Regions from separate parts of the Sus scrofa genome. Here region 1 is linked to region 2. Evidence: chromatin contacts called from public promoter capture Hi-C data. All regions are on one chromosome and are shown on one strand. The core of a region is the stretch at or near the end of the contact, and the rest is flanking DNA. Distances in the headings are between cores, read along the strand shown.

Region 1 (5,225 bases), core at 668-3,167, 710 kb after region 2:
AGTCACTGTGCCTGTCTGTTAGTTTCTATTGATTATAATTTAAAAATAAAATTAAAAACAAACAAAAAGTAGAGTTTCGTCCTCAGAATAATACCCCAAGCTCTACCTCTCACCTGTGATTGTATTTCTAAAGCTTCACTAGGAGTTCCCATTGTGGCTCAGTGGTAACAAACCCAACTAATATCCATGAGGATGCGAGTTCTACCCTGGCCTCAGTCAGTGGGTCAAGGATCTGGTGTTGCCACAAGCTGAAGTATAGGTTGTAGACATGGCTTGGTATCCAGTGTTCTGGCTGTGGCCAGCTCTGTCCGATTCAACCCCTAGCCTGGGAACCTCCATATGCCACAGATGTGGCCCTATAAAGTAAAAAAAAAAAAAAAAAAAAAAAAAAAAAAAAAAAAAAAAAAAGAAATGAAATTTCAGAGTTCTGAAATAACTATCTTCCCAATGAAATCTTTCTTGGCCAGAAATAGGCTGGGAGCCATTATCACATGTTGAAAATTCAAAATCTTGTTCCTCAAACTTTGTCGAATGATCTCAGAATCATTTTACCCTTAGTCCCTTTTCTTTTCTTTTTTTGGACGAATGAAAGTGTGTTGCTTTCATTCCCCCAAAATATCTCGAGTTCTACCAGCTATTTGCACACCTTCCTATTTAAGGTTTTTGGCAATTCTTTGAGCAACTTTTGCAGTGCTTTTCTTATCTCTATGTTCTATCTGAAGCATAACTAAACACAACCATTTCCACATGGAAAGTGTTGATTCTACAAAAATAATCAGTGAAACCGTCACTGTCTTGGAATCCTAAATAATTTTATCTTCGAGTATGGGTTTGGCAAGTCCATAGGGAGGACAGACACTCAAAGAGATGATTGAGGTATGCGTTTTCTGCCCTCCACAGTGTTTAAAATACCCCATGAATGCAGAATTCCCAGTCGACCCCAAATGATAGGAATTCAGCAAGACCCAGCTTAAGTACAAACAAAGTGTTACGTCTACCAATTGTGTGATTTCTGTGATTCCACATGAGTTAAATGCACTTATATTCGCCTTTAAAATTGGCTTCGTATAATATAAAGACAGATGGTAAGATGCATGCTAATAATTGAAATTTTTGCTTTTTCCCTTTCTTAGAATATTAAATAGCAAACTTTAGAATGCTATGAAAAGTTGAAACACTGCGGAATAAGGGAAAAGCTTTAGATTCTATAGCCTTTACGGGTAATTTCCCTTCTGCTTTTTGAACTAGTGATGTGCGTTTTCAATTTGCTTTGGGCTCACAAATCCTGCGGCTGACCCTGCAGCAGGGCGGCCTAGGCAAGGGCAGCAAACCAAAGTATAAATAAATAACGCACCATACAACGTTCGTTAGGACTGCGCAGAAAACTGAGGAGGCCAGGATGGCTGGAGCAAGTCGGAGGGATCTGGGGATTTGATCTGTGAGCGATGCCAAAGACTCTGGATTGTTAGGGATTTGAGCAGAAGAATAACAAGACGACTTAGGTTTCAAAAAGCATCATTTTGGCTGCGGTGGCTGTCCGGGAGTAGCCTGGAGGGAGGCGGAGTGAGGTCCGGAGAGGACCGAGCTCAGGCCCTGTCGGGTGGTCCACGCTGGCGCAGCCGCTCTCGGATGGGGGGCCTGCAGGAGGGGAGCCCCCAGGAAGGACCGCACCGCCTGCACCGAAGCGGGAGGGCTGCTGAAGGAGGAGGCGGGGGGAGGAACCGAAAGCTGGGTTTTGAACTTTAAAATTTCCGTGGCCTCAGAGTAAAGGCAGCGAAGAGTCCGCAGACCGGCCCCAGTCCCCGCCCTCCCTGGCTCCGAAAGCCGCGTCCCCAGACGCCAGGCGAGTCCTCCAGGACATAGAGTGCACGGGCCAGAGCGGCAGCGACCCCGCCAGGCCGCAGCGACGTCTAATGACGCGCCGGAACCGATGATGCGCCTGCGCACGGGAGCTCGGCGGCGACGGCGGCTTTTACGTCATCGCGGGCGCGACGCCCGGAGGGACAAGTCTGGGGTCCAGCTAGAAGGGGAGGTACGGCGGCGGGACCGGCCGGGAAGATGCCAGTGGCGGTGATGGCGGAAAGTGCCTTTAATTTCAAAAAGTTGCTGGATCAGTGCGAGAACCAGGAGCTGGAGGTAGCCATTCGCCTTTCGGGGTCGCGCGTGGCCTTGTGCGGCGCCGGTCTCCAGGGTAACGGGGCCCGAGGCCCAGGGCCCGCCGGGCTGGGGCGGGCGCGGGGCCGGGCGTGTGGAGCCCGGGACGCCGGGCCTGCTCCTGGCTGAGCATCCAGGCCTCGCCTCCCCGAACTTGCTGGGGGCTTTTTGTTGTTTTGTCTTCAGCCAGTGAGCCCGAAAATGCTGTGCGTCTTTGCTCCTAACACTCTCCAATATGCTTCTCGGGTTAAAGATGTTTCCTCCCCGTCGTGGGGAGAGGTGAGGGAGTCTGTGTGCGCGTTGTAGCCTGTTCCTAACTCGGAAAGTCCTTAGTCTCATGTCGCGGAAGCTTGCCGTCTTAGCTTCATTAGGACTGGTGAAATTATTTCACGAAGGTCTTAACAGTAAGGGTTTTTTTTTTTTTTTTAATTTTCTTAGAAAGGCACTTACAAGCATGTACAGTATCAGTATAAAAAGTTAATTAACCCAAAGAGACTACTGCCAGAAGCAGCAGCTCACTAATAGACACTTAACAGATGATTTTCTGAATAAAGTTGAACAAGGAGAGAAACGTCTTCGTCATTCAGCTGTGACATTTCTCTCTTCGTTACTCACTTACCTAGATTTTCAACATACCTGGTGTAACGGGCAGAATCATCATACTTGAGGAATCTGTGGGAAATACTCTTGTAACAGTAAGGCCATTTAAATAAGAATTTGAGAACTGGGAAAGGGATCCCACTGAAATGTTCCCGTGCATATATAAACTCAGTGGCCCAGAGGGAGATAATTCATAGCTGGTGACAGATCTAAACTTATCACTCTGGCTTTTAGTGTGTGACACTCTCTTTTTCTCCATCTGTAAGGGTAAGTACTATGAAATATGCTTACTTTTTAGATGCTTTGAAAAATACAAAAGTATACAAATAAATGAGCTTTTTCTCTTTTGTTTTTGGCTTTAAAGGCTCCAGGAGGAATTGCTACACCTCCAGTGTATGGTCAGCTTCTAGCTTTATATCTGCTCCATAATGACATGTAAGTACTTTCTACCTAAAGCTAAGAGAAACAGCTTCCTGAAGAAATTATTCTTGCGTTGAAGTAGCATCACTAAAACATAGACAGAAGGAGCTTTACATTTTATTGTAATAGTATATTTATTTCATATACTGAATCATGGCTTAAATCGTGATTAGGCTGAGTTAAAATGCACTTCTTTTCTTATATCTTTCTTAAAATTTTTCAATCTGTTACGATGAACTACAGTGTCAGTAAATTCCTTTAAATCTGTTAGTCTCTTCTCTTTTGTTTTGTTATGAAATGTCTGTCTTTTATGACCTGTTTACTTAATGTCACATGTGATCGATAGACTAAGAGAAACCGAAAGGGAAAATTGAGAGAGCTAAGAGGAATTTGTTACTGTCATGTATGCGATTTCTTGAAAGGTTTTGTTTTTAATTATTCCTCATTCACGTTCATTGAAGACAAGTCAGTATAACTGCGCAAAAAAGAGTCCTTATGTTCTGAAAGCCATGATTACTGTTCAGTTTTGTTTTAAAATTCTTGTAAACCTTCTTATTTGGCATCTTTTAAACTAAACTGAGATTTTTATTACTCATCTATTGTATAAATTATGTTTCTTGTTTTATAATCATGTCATTATATGTTTGTTATCGTTCAAGATTCCAAACTCTTAAAAAAAAAAAAAAAAAAAAGAAACCAAAAAATCCTGCCTTGAAGGTGTGGTGGCTCTGTAGCCACTGGTAGGAGGAAGGGTCATGAGATGGAGAAAAGCACTGTGTACCTGTATACTGTCAGGGAACAGCAGTGCCTTGAAAGTGTATGAATCTGTTTATTTTTATATATGACTAAATTATTTAGGTAGTCCTCTTTAAGTCTTTGTACTGTAACCTTAATTTAAGATCTGGATTATTAATTTAAAAATTCACTAAAAATGGCAAAATGTTACTTTGGTAAAATATTTCATGTCTTTTTATCTGGGAAACCGCTCTCATTTCACCTGGACAAAGTCATGTACAACTAAATTTCACCCTGTTTAACGTAGAGTATTTCAGAGTATACTTGTGTGTGTTTGCAGTGGGATCTAGAATTTTAGACATTTACTAGGATGATTTTTCTAAATTGCTTCTTCTTTCTTGGGGGATATAAATTAGGAATAATGCAAGATACCTTTGGAAAAGAATACCACCCGCTATAAAGTCGGTAAGTACTCTTGTGATGAATCTTACTACTTTACTGTAGTAATGACATTCACTTAAAAAGCAGTTTCAGCGAGTTCCCCTTGTGGCTCAGCGGTCGCGTATCCGACCAGCATCCATGAGGGCACGGGTTTGATCCCTGGCCTTGCTCGGTGGGTTAAGGATCCAGCGCTGCCATGAGCTGTGACATGGGTCAAAGACGGGCTCGGATCCTGTGTGGCTGTAGCTGTGGTGTAGGCCGGCAGCTGCAGCTCTGATTCGTCCCCTAGCCTGGAACCTCCATAGGCCTCAGGTGTGCCCCCCAACCCCCCAAAAGCAGTGTCTTACGAATTCTCTTGTGACTCAGCATGGGAATCTGCGTCGTCACTGCGGCCACTCGGGTTGCTGCTGTGCGCAGCTTTGACCCCTGGCCCGGGAACTCGCCCATGTCGCATGTCGCGAGTGCAACCAGAAACCCCCAAAACAAAAAGCAGTCTCGTAAAAGTTTGTTTTCTTTTCCTTGTGGCTCACAGAAGTAGTTATTAAACTGGTAATAAAGTTTATGAACAGATCTATAAATTCCTCTGATGAGAAATTGTAATTTCTGTTGGATGTTATAGAAATCTGTATATCTGTAAATATAAATAAAAATCTTTTTAAAAAGTGTTTAAGGTAACCAATTCCTGGACTACTTCTGGACTATTTTTGGAATGCCTTCTTGTGCCTTCATTTTCTATTATAACAAAAATCCGTAGAAAATGTGCAAATAAATTTTACAGTACCATTCACAGCGTTTAAAGCCCTTTGACAGTGATTGGGGTGAAAAAGTAATTACACTTTTTAAATGCCGAGTTATCTTTTAAGATACAGCTGTTG
Region 2 (5,262 bases), core at 108-2,607:
TCCCAACTAGCATATGCAGGATAGATGCATAACAAGGGCCTCCTGCAGAGCATAGGGAACCATGTCCAATAGCCTGTGATCAACCATCACGGAGAAGAATACGAAAAAGAATATATCCACGTGTCACCGAGTCGCTTTGCTGTACCGCAGAAACAAACACAACATTGTGAATCCACTATACGTCAATATAATTAAAACAAACAAACGTGAAAAGCTTCTCTCATGGACTCAGAAAAACACAGTCCCCTTCAAACCCCAGTGCAGGCTCCTGGATCGGGGTGTGTACCCCAAGGGCGCTGTCCCTGTGAGGCCCTGGGCCGGCCCAGGCAGAGCCAAGGGTGGATTCATTGCCTCGAAAGAGGATTAAAATTAAGAAGACTGTGTAGTGCCAGGGAAAATACTTTAGAAACGTTAACAGAGAACACAAGTTATATCTACCACACAGTTACACGTGGAGGAAGTTCACACATGCAAATAGACTAGCGGCAGGGGGGTGGGGTGGGGGGGCGGGAGTGGAGAGATGAAAACTGGGCACTGGTGTCATGGCTTGATTTTTTTGCTTTTTACATTTTTTTTATTGTGCTGTAATTGTTGCCTATGTAACACAGATATACACTGTATGCCTCTATACATAGTATCTCTCTTTATATCATTATATATATAGGTGCACACACACACAGTAGCCAGTTTCTCCCTAAAGCCTTACCCAGCTCGTTGACACCCCCAGGGGTAGGGGTGGTGTACATAGTATGTACTACTATGTCCTCCGATGTGTGTGTGTGTGTGTGTGTGTGTATAAAATATATATCCTGTATGTATAATATGACATAGAGATATATACTGGGCAGAGAGATCCATACTAAATATATACTACGTATATATACGCAGACGTGTCGTGTGTGCACATAGACATTATGTATATACAGTGACTGCAGCACATGCGTATGTCTATGAAATAAGGATCAGGGAGCTGGGCAGGTACCGTGTGCCTGCCTCAACCATGTGCCCTTCCACCCGCAGCGCCCACCCCTCAAGGGCACACAGGATGGGGAGGTCAGTTTCCAAGGCAGTGACTGACGCAGTTACCTAGGAGCACCCCGGGGGGCAGCTGCGCCGAGGGGTCCTTCATCCAGTCGTCGTTGGCCAGTTCTATCACGGCATCCACGGGCCGGACTTCAGTGCAGGCCAGGGCCCTCACCCTCTCCTCATCCCCGGCTTCCAGGGCCGACTTTAATCTCGTCACCAAATCCGAAGTGACCGGGTAATCGGGAAGGCGGGCCGAGATGGACATTGTAATATCGTTTGTGTGGCGACCAAACGGCTCTTCTCAACCGAGTCCAAAGTCAGCAGCTGCAGGAGCGGGCTCTGGGCGTGCCTATAAATAGAAGCCGAGCGGCTCCAGTTACGGCTCTGGGGAGGCACCACCTGCCAGCAGCCCTCCCCACCCCTTCCTTACAGGGAGATGGGAACTATTCTCCCCAAGGCCTCCGTTCAGGATTATTCTAGTAAACCTGCCTGTGACTGGGAGAAACAGGACAGTGTGGTTAAAACAAAGACCCCGTGCTATGTGCTCAGGCGTGGGACTGAGGATCATAAGAACGGCTGTGTACGTGTAAAACTGAGCCACCTGGCTGTACACCCGAAACGAACACCACATTGTAAGTCAACTATACGCCAATAAAATAAAAAAAATAAAATAAAGTAGGAGTTCCCGCTGTGGTGCCGTGGGTTAAGAATCCAACTGCAGTGGCGGGGTCACGGCAAGAGCACCGGTTGATCCCTGGCCAGGCACACTGGGTTAAAGGATCCAGCATTGCTGCAGTTGTGGTGTAGGCCAGCAGCTGTGGCTCAGATTCGATCCCTGGCCCAGGAACTTCCATAGGCCACGGGCCCAGCCATTAAAAACAAACAAACAAACAAACAAAAAAAAACCCAAAGTGCGACTCTGTGCTGAAACTTTAAAATCCTTTTCCTGAGACTGGCTTGGAACATCTGGTCGGTTGAAAGGAATATTTTGTAATGTTCTGAACCACAGAGTCCTTCACTTCATCTACCAAGAGAGTCTGGGTGACTATAAATCAGACAGACCTTGGAATTAAGGAGAAGGCAGGGGAATCCTTGGCTTCCAAATTCAGAGATAGACCGGGCTGCCTCAAGAAGACAAACACACCACATACGTGAACACAAAAAAGTAACCTTAGTATTTGCGGCTGCCTTTGGATTTGTCCAGGCTGCACCTGAGGCTTAAAGCACCCAATTCCACGCCCTGTGCGAGTGCAAGCACTGCTGTTGGTTTCTGTGCATTCCACGAGCGGAGAGTGGACGCGTTCCGTGCCCTCTGCCTCTCGTTCCTGGGTGTCTCCACGTCCACCTGCTCCAGCAGCGCCTGCATGCTGGGAGGCTCTCCAGGCTGTGCCGTACGCTTACAAGTGGACTCATTGCGGGGTTTATTAAAAACAAACAGGAGGAGTTCCTGCTGTGGCTCAATGGTATCGAACCTGACCAGTATCCATGAGGTTGCGGGTTCGATCCCTGGCCTCCCTCAGGGGGTTAAGGATCCAGCGTTGCTGCAAGCTATGGTGTAGGTCACAGATGGGGCTGGGATCTGGCGTGGTGTAGCCTGTCAGCTTCAGCTTTGATTCTACCCCTAGTCTGGGAACTTCCATATGCCGCAGGTGTGGCCATTAAAAAAAAAAAAGAAAGAAAAAAGAAAAAACATTGAAATATATTGAACACATAACATTCTGAGTATGTTTAAGGTATACATCATATGATTTATAGCTTGTAAGGTGGCTGCCTTTGTAATGTTGGCTAACACCGCTATCACATTGCAGAACCACCAGTCCTTCTTTTGCGGCGGGGATAATTCCGTTTTCTTAGTCTCTTAGTAAGTTCAATGTTCATAATATGATATTATAGTCTAGTTGCTGGACTCTGCATTAAATCTCGAGGAGTTGTTTATCTACTGGTTGCAGGTTTGTAGCTTTCAATGGCATCTCTCCTCTCATGTGCCTTTATGGACGTCCCTCTGCCTTGTGTTCCCATCTTGCAACCTCTTTCCTTTCCCTCTCTCTCTCTCTCTCTTGCTTTTCAGGGCCACACCCAATGCATATGGAAATTCCATAGGCTAGGGGTCGAATTGGAGCTGCAGCTGCTGGCCTATGCTACGGCCACAGCAACGCAGGATCCAAGCCACATCTGCAACCTACATCACAGCTTGCAGCAATACCAGATCCTTAACCCACTGAGCAAGGCCAGGGATGAAACCTGTGTCCTTACAGATACTAGTCAGGTTTGTAACCCACTGAGCCACAACGGGAAATCCCTCACTTTCTCTTGTCTTCCTGCGTGATGGTTCATTTTATGTGTGAATCAGGCTGGGCCATGGTGCCCAGATACTTGGTCAAACATTTTGGATGTTTCTGTGAGGGTTCTTTTCTGGGGGTGGGTTGAAGTTTATTTTTTAAGTTGGTAGTCTTCGAGTAAAGTAATGGGGGTGGGCCTTGTCCAATCAGTTGAAGGCCTTCACAGAACAAAGACTAATATGCCCTGAGCCAAAGGAGTACTGGCAGCAGATGGTCTTTGGATTAGACCTGCTACTCTTCCTGAGCCTCTAGTCTGCTGGCCTGCCCTGAAGGTTTTGGACCTGCTGGTTACCACAATTGTGCAAGTCGATTTCTTAAAATAAATCACATGTATCTTTATTTTAAGAAAACACACACACACAGAGGTTTTCCTTTGGTTCTGTTTCTCTGGAGAACCCTGAATAATGAACCCTTCTCCTCTCAGCTCCTCTGCAAGATTTTGCAACTTCTGTTCCATACAGTGATTCTCTTCCCATCTGATGCATGTCTATATTTGCGTTTGAGGAGCCAGCTCTGAAGTTCCTTCTCAATATCTGTTCTCTTTCTCCCTAAAAGAACCTGGGTTTTCTTTGTTGTGATGATGTGCCTGGCCCCTGGTGATGAATCGTGTTGGTTTAAATCAGTAGCATCTGCCCAGCTCTCCTTTTCTAGCTTATTGACATCTTAGCTTCCCTGGCAACCCACTTCTCTCTGGTGAGAGCAGGTGTGGTCTGCTCTGCTGCATCTAGGAAGTTTTTTCCTTTCATAATTTTAAGGGGAAGTAGTGGCTGGCACTTCTGTTTTCCTTGAACATGGACGTGATGTGTGGAGCTGTGGCAGCCACATTACAACCATGAGGTGATAGACATAAGATGAAGGCTCGACATACTAAGGTGAGTGGAACAGAAAGAGGAACAAGATGGAGGGTTCCTTGATGACATTTCTAAACCTTTGCCCCAGCTCCAGGAGGCCAACTGCTAGAATTCTTGTCTTTGTTCCTTAAGTACAGTTCATGTGTTTTCTGTGGCTTAAAGCTGAAAGTATCCCAGTTTGACGCAGGTCATGTGTTTACACTGCCATTAAAGTCATGATCATGTCCTGGTTTTGGTCCAAAGAGATGTAGCAGACATGGCTCAGCCTGTGCCAAAGAAAGTGAGTCAATGCCAGCTTTCTGCTCTTCAGTAGTTCAGCTCTTGCCTCTTCTGTGATAAAATCTCACTGCATCTACAAGGACAGCAGCTGACCCCAGACACTCCGAGCTGAGGAGCAAAAGCATCACAGGCTAGGATCATCGGGGGGCAAGCAGCCAGGGCCACTTGAGGGGCTGCATTCCAGGGTCAGAGGGATTGCAGTTGGACCCTGAGGGAGATATTCTTGGAATCCCTGGCAATACGCTCTGCCCGGAAAGGAGCCATGAACTCTGTGGATATGTATTCAGTTTGGAAGTTTGACTAATTTTCAGAGCATGGAGTTGGCCTCTGGTTCTTTCTTCAGTCAAAGAACGATGGGCTTTGAAAGGGTTTGAACTTGAATTTTCAAGCACAAATGCTATGCAGTATCCAATTCCCTATAATTCATTTTAATTTTTTTTATTTTTAAATTTTTTCTTTTATGGTTGCATCTGCAGCATAAGGAAGTTCCTGGGCTAGGGGTGTAATTGGAGCTGCAGCTGCTAGCCTATGCTGCAGCTTGTGGCAATGCCAGAGCCTTAACCACTGAGCGAGGCCAGGGATCAAACCACATCCTCATGGATGCTATGTAAGTTCTGAACCTGCTGAGCCACAGTGGAACTCCCAATGCCTTACATTTCAAAAGAAATGTGACATCAACACATTTGTGTAAATACAGAGAGAGGGAGGGTAGTGACCGCAGGAAAATTATCAGAATTTGGGTAAGGTAATTTAAAGAAATAAACTGA

The links. Promoter capture Hi-C pulls out the DNA fragments that hold promoters and counts their contacts.
Region 1: a promoter capture Hi-C map of fetal skeletal muscle shows a contact between it and region 2, with 7 times the contacts expected there. The contact joins the promoter of COPS8 here to the promoter of ASB18 in region 2. A contact is called at or near these places in 1 of 5 promoter capture datasets (fetal skeletal muscle) and 1 of 2 datasets of contacts at active chromatin or transcription factors (skeletal muscle).

The regions. Positions count from the first base shown.
Region 1 is chr15:136,826,305-136,831,529 of Sscrofa11.1, forward strand. It overlaps COPS8 (COP9 signalosome complex subunit 8), which reads left to right and starts at 1,918. Exons shown (of 8, transcript XM_003133761.4): 1 at 1,918-2,136; 2 at 3,119-3,189; 3 at 4,326-4,374. The coding sequence starts at 2,059.
Region 2 is chr15:136,114,727-136,119,988 of Sscrofa11.1, forward strand. It overlaps ASB18 (ankyrin repeat and SOCS box protein 18), which reads right to left and starts at 1,358. Exons shown (of 6, transcript XM_021075270.1): 1 at 1,087-1,358. The coding sequence starts at 1,291.